Regions from separate parts of the Danio rerio genome. Here region 1 is linked to region 2. Evidence: chromatin contacts called from public HiChIP or PLAC-seq data. All regions are on one chromosome and are shown on one strand. The core of a region is the stretch at or near the end of the contact, and the rest is flanking DNA. Distances in the headings are between cores, read along the strand shown.

The links. HiChIP or PLAC-seq counts read pairs in DNA pulled down with a chosen protein or histone mark.
Region 1: an H3K4me3 HiChIP or PLAC-seq map of gastrula embryo shows a contact between it and region 2, with 5 times the contacts expected there. The contact joins the promoter of si:dkey-261j15.2 here to the promoter of cep170ab in region 2. A contact is called at or near these places in 2 of 18 Hi-C or Micro-C datasets (both in embryo) and 3 of 4 datasets of contacts at active chromatin or transcription factors (caudal fin, embryo and gastrula embryo).

What each region holds. Positions count from the first base shown.
Region 1 is chr6:7,608,593-7,612,000 of GRCz12tu, forward strand. si:dkey-261j15.2 reads right to left here and starts at 1,834. Exons shown (of 3, transcript NM_001326584.1): 1 at 1,352-1,834. The coding sequence starts at 1,748. LOC141386175 (a long non-coding RNA gene) reads left to right here and starts at 1,378. Exons shown (of 4, transcript XR_012407623.1): 1 at 1,378-1,885.
Region 2 is chr6:7,422,987-7,425,905 of GRCz12tu, forward strand. cep170ab (centrosomal protein 170Ab) reads right to left here and starts at 1,584. Exons shown (of 19, transcript XM_073953595.1): 1 at 1,515-1,584.

The sequences.
Region 1 (3,408 bases), core at 584-3,083, 190 kb after region 2:
GTATAGGTATTCTTGCAGGGATGTATTGTGATGTGGTAAAAGTGATGTAAATAATGACATGTTATTTGACAAGCACTAATTAGATGACATTTAACATAGCATTTCTTCTGTAAAAAAAAAAATAAACGTATTCTTCTTAGCGAGTCAAGTGATTTAAAAAAAAATAAAAAATAAATAATAATAATAATAATAAAAACACTTCACGAATCTGACAAATTCTCCGCAGAAATAGCAAAAAACGTCCACAGATTCCGTCTGGCCCTGCTGATTATTTACTATGGTTTTAGTTGGACAATATTGAGGTACACCTGTTTTATATAACAATAAAATGCAAAAATCTTACACAAAATGTGTATGCGTTACCAGGGTTAAAAAAACAGATTGAGGTAAAGTTGGTTTTATATTCACACACTTGTACTTTGTCCCTAATGTATTTTCAGAAAAGTATTCTTTGCAAATTCTAAATAGTGAAATCATATTAGCAGCCGATTTCCATCCAAGTACAACATTGTTCACAGTCAAATAAATAGTGCTGATGTTTGTTTTTTTTCCAAGTCATACTTGCATGTGATTTCAGACCAAATTTTCAAATTACCATGGTAAACAATATAGCGAGCGTGTCACAAGATGACACTTAACGAATGTTTAAATAGAAAAATGACTTTGCCTCAATAATAGTGTGTGTGTGTTTGTACATATTTATCATTTTTTACTTATCAAAAATGTATAAATACAGTTACAAAATGGCTAACTTGATAGCGTACATATCTTTTACTTTATATTTTATCGGTCCGAGAAGTTGCTGATTAGTTACTATGGTTTTAGTTGAACAATATATTGAGGTACACCTGTTTTATATTACAATAAAATGCAAAACTCTTACACAAATTGTGTATGCGTTACCAGGGTAAAAAAACAGATTGAGGTAAAGTTGGTTTTATATTCACACTTTTGGATTTTCTCCTTAATAATGTAATTTCACAAAAATATTCTTTGCAAATTCTAAATGGTGAAAACATGCAAGCAGCCACCGTAAATGACTATCAAAATACAACATTGTTTACAGTCGGATAAATAGTGCTAATGTTGTTTTCAAGTCATACTTGCATGAAATTTCAAACCGAATATTTGAAGTACCATGGTAAACAAATATAGTGACAAAATGGTTAACATGGTAGCGTTCACATGGTTTACTTTATATTCTCATTCAGAGAAGTTGCTGATTAAGTTAGTTACTATGGATTTAGTTGGACAAATTTGAGGTACACCTGTTATATATAAAACAATAAAATGCGAAGATCATAAACAAATTGTGTATGTGATAAGTGGGCTAAAAATAGCGGGAACTCACCTATTTCATCCTCAGAGCACACGGGCGACTCGGGGTTTGTTTCCACAGTGGCCGTAGCCGAATTCAAGGCCCTGGTGAAATGACTGGACGGTCGGTCTCCCAGAATCGACTCCATAACTCCGTGGTCGAATGTTCTCTTGTTGTGCCCTCCACGGCCGCGTTTGCTTGGTTTCATCTTCAGATCCCTATATTCCTTGCGAAGCTTTTTCAGCTTGTTTACGATTTGCTCGGACGAGCGATTGAAGCCGCCGTTCATCATTTCTTGGCTTATCTCGTCGTACACTATTTGCTTCTTCTTCGACCTCTCCAGCTTCTCCTGGATCTCTGAGGAGGACCATATCGCGAGCAGCACGCTGATTTCCTCTGAAGACCACAGCGTGTGTTTACCCTCGGACATTTTGTGGGATGTTCAGTTAAAGGCACGGTCACTGCAGACAGCAGCGTGGTTGCTACAGATAGAAAGGCTGTTGTTTTGAAATCGTTTCCTGGTGACGTCATATTTACCCGCCTGTGGATTTGGGTTCCTGACTGGAGGTAAGTGGACTTTTTGGGGCCTATATGTGATCATATTGGCTCTAAAATACACTCAATATTATCTAAATAAAGGTGTGTGGCGTTTCATTTATTAGACAAGAATGATCTTGCATTTTGTTACAGTTCTACGTCAGTAGGCGGCGACAAATGAATAAGCCTATTCATTAAGCCATTAACATCAATAATGAATAAAATTGCACCAGAGATTGCATGCTTCCCAACAAAACTGTGAAAATGTGTGAAACTTCTGCAGGCATTACTGAAAGTTCGGTGGATGCCACTATACCTTGAGGCCATGGGAGAAGATTTATGAATAGGAGTAAAGGCTGATTTATACTTCTGCGTTGAGTGATTGGCCTGACCCACTCACGGCGCATGCCTTTGCATATCCGTGCATTTATACTTCTGCATGCTGTTTGTGTTGCTCTGCAATAACACTTCCGAAACGCTAGCTGGCAGTAGGTTTTTATATTTCTCTGTGTCTAGTTTCTTTGCGGGTGTTGTTTCTGAACACAGTCTTGAATGTAGAAGTAGCTAAAACTCGCTCATTCAGAGGCGGGAACCAGCAGGCGTTAATCATAAAGTAAACTCAAAACAACAGTTTCCATCTAGAGTATCTTCATGGGACTCGACACTCGACAGAAGTTCGTGTCAGCTACAGCGAGGGCTATGTGTATATTTATATGCGAGGCAGTGGCGCAGTAGGTAGTGCTGTCGCCTCTTGCTATGAGCAACTACCTCGGCTCAGTTGGTGTTTCTCTTGGAGTTTGCAGGTTCTCCCTGCCTCCGGGTGCTCTGGTTTCCCCCACAGTCCAAAGACATGCAGTACAGGTGAATTGGGTAGGCTAAATTGGCCGTAATGTATGAGTGTGTGTGTGTGTGAATGTGTGTGAGGATGTTTCCCAGAGAAGGGTTGCTGCTGGAAGGGCATCCGCTGCGTAAAAACTTGTTGGATAAGTTGGCGGTTCATTCTGCTGTGGTGACCCCGGATTAATAAAGGGACTAAGCCGACAAGAAAATGAATGAATGTACTATTTCAGTGGAACCACTAGGAAGCCAAAATTGTTGGTACACAAGCTTTGGCCATGAGATGGCAGTATATACTTACATATGTGCGATCCAAAACCCTTGAAGCCATGTAACAAAGATAAATGCTACTCTATTACTTCTTACCCAGAAGTTAATATTTCAGCTAGTTGAGTATGACAGTGAGATTCTTGAAGGTCTTTTAAATCAGAGGCATGACATGTATTTATAGCACAGCGGCTTTCATTTATTTCACACAGAGCACAAACCTCATGGGAGCCGACAACACTGGGAGCAACTCAACCGTCGTTTCAACAGAGGATGCGGTTATACAAACACTGTATAGACTATTTGGAGGGATGTAAACAATAATAATAGTCCTAATGTATTTCCTCTTTTATATTTTTAATTTTCATAGCTTCTGAAAATCCAAAAGGGTCCACATATTGATTATTTTTTATTTTTTTTTTTTTTATGGCAGCTGATTGAGGACCAAA
Region 2 (2,919 bases), core at 334-2,833:
TTGGAAATATACCTGTGATTGATTGATTGATTGATTGACAGATCGATTGATTAATCGGCTGATTGATTCCCAGCAGGTACACAACATCATAAGAAGTTAATATTAGGTTAGATTTAGATCATGACGTTAGGTGACCAAACTTCAATGTCTAGTCAGGGTCTAAGGACAACGTTACTTTGACGTCCAATAACGACGTCAAATTACATTGATATTTGGTTAATTTTAGATTGTGTTGGAAAGTGACCAAAATTCAACATCTGATTAGATGTCATAGTGGTAACGTCCACACAATGTCAAGGTGTAACATGCTAGACATTGATATTTGGTTGATTTTAGGTTAGACATTACGTTGGGTTCTGATGTCAATCTGATTTTCATTTCCAAACAAAATCCAACATCCCCACGAAGTTGTTGACATCCTGTGCCTTAACATAATTCTTGTTCAGCTCTGTACTAAATGAGGCTATACTTTATTTTAGCCAGCTCTTTGATTCTGAATTTTAACAGTACATTCTCAGAAAGAAAGGTAGGAGAGCTGTCACTAGGGTGGTACCTTTTCAAAAGGTACACATTTGCACTTAAAAAGTCCATATTATTACATCAGGGATATATATTAGTACCTAAAATGTACAAAATTGTACCTCCTAAATGCTTTAGGTACTAATATATACTTTTGAGGTACCAATATAGATCATTTAAGTACAAATGTGTACCTATTGAAAAGGTACCACCAGCTCTCCTTTATTTCTGAGAGTGTACAGAAAGAGACTCAGAATGACAGAAGCAAAATCCACAAGAAAGGCAATAAATATCAGGGATCCTGACAAGAACATGATGCATAAATTATATCAATAAGCAATGCATTTACAAACGTCGATCGACCAAATTCACGTCGATATAACGCGAGATGTTCCGATCTCATTTAATGCAAAATTCCATTCGTATATAAGCTTCATTTACGGCTAATTTTCTTTTAGGTAAATGTAGCATGTTTTTTTTTATCTGAGCTGGAATATTTAGGTTATAATCACACATGCTGAGTGAATATGCATCATCATCATCATCATCATCTAAGCAACGCATCATTTGCGTGTGAGCGGAGCGTCAGTCTCCGCCTCTGCCTTCAAGCACTGGCCTTGTTCTTCACCGGTAATGACAGATCTGATGTTTATTCTGAGAGACAGTCGCTCACTCTACACCCTTCGCATATTCTGATAGCTGTTTTAAAGGCATAACGATGCGCATTTACTCACAGTACGCAATATTTTGCTCAAGAGGAGAAAACCTGAAAATCGACGCATACAAAGGCCTAAATATTTTTCTAATAACCGTGCTTCTGTTTTCATCACGTATCATGCCCTGTCACAGACCTCCAGTCCGTAATAGGCCGGATCGGTAGCATGTAGAGCTCATGACAGCTAATTACCAATTTCCATCAAGCGAAATGTTTGCTGCTAAAATTAAAAACGAGTCAAAATCTGTCTGTTTTTGTGAAAATAGGACGCATCACTTACCTAATAAATCCCAGTATGTTTATTCCATAAATGACATCCGTGCGCTCTTGTGCTCGGAGCGGCGCGCTCTGCCCAGCCCAGTCTGAGGTGCAGCTGCGCGTCTTGACGCACGGTGGCGCTGCGGTGTCAAGAAAGAACAAGATGACAAGCGCTCCCTGTGGTCAGCAGCATTATTTTTATCACATGCTTGCGCTAATTTGTATCTAATTTACAGATTTATTAATTTATCTAATTTATTTTATTTATTTTATTTATTTTATTTATTTTATTTTATAAATATAGTTTGCAACCACTTACCTTTAAAAAATTAAACAAATCCAATGAATCATTTTTTCAGTGTAGCCTATTCTTACTCCTAAATGCTGAATAAATGTAAATTAATATGTCTTGAATGTTTATTTGGTTATAAGCCCTATATCGATGAAGCAGTTCATCCAAAGGCTTAATCTTTTACTCACTCGGGTGTTTCCAAATCTTTACAAATTTCTTTCTTCAGTTGAACACCGAAGAAGATATTCTGAAGAACGCTGGAAATCTGTAACTATTGACATCCAAAGCAGGAAAAACTAATATTATTGATGTCAATGGATATCAGTGTCTTTTGTGTTCGAACAGATGAAACAGAAAAAGTGAAGGGTAAGTATGACAGACTTTTTAAACTATCCTTTTTCATGTAACTATAATCAGGATTTCTGTAAACCCCAGCTGTTGGCCACCTATTAAATGAACAACATGATAGTACACTGAACACTAGATGGCGAAGTTGTACGTGACAGTCGAGATTTCCCCCCCAAAGAACTGTCAACAATAAACCTTTTCAATATCGGAATGCATGCATATTTATATTTATATATTGTTCACATGCTTGGTCATAAGTTCAGGGAAAAAGCAGATTTTTTTGTTTGTTTTGTTTATCACTGTGTATTTTATTCCTATATGGGACATTTTTTTCAGCATCAATCTTTATTTATTTGATTTGTCATGGATTATTGCATTTTATTTATTAATTACGTATTTATTAATTAATTTATTTAGTTAGTTAGTGTTTGTAACTTTAAGGTTTTATGTTGACATCTGCATGTAATGGTAATTAATTTTCCTAACACTCTAAGCCTGTATAAGTTGAGTTTATTTAAAAAATAAGAGGAAACTAGTTGCCCTAAAAATTTTAAATAATATATACTTAAAAACTTGAGGGAGCTCTACTTAAAAGATAAGAGTTGTTCTAATATGTATTATAAGTTATATGCACTTAATGATTTTAAGTAGTGTCAGTTTACTCCACTCATCTTTTTAAGAGCATTAAAATAAACACAGAGTTGTTTTATTTAAATTTCCTTTCAAAGTACAGCAAAACAATGTAAATGCTACGCAATACAACTTAAAAATCAGTTTGTCTACTTTT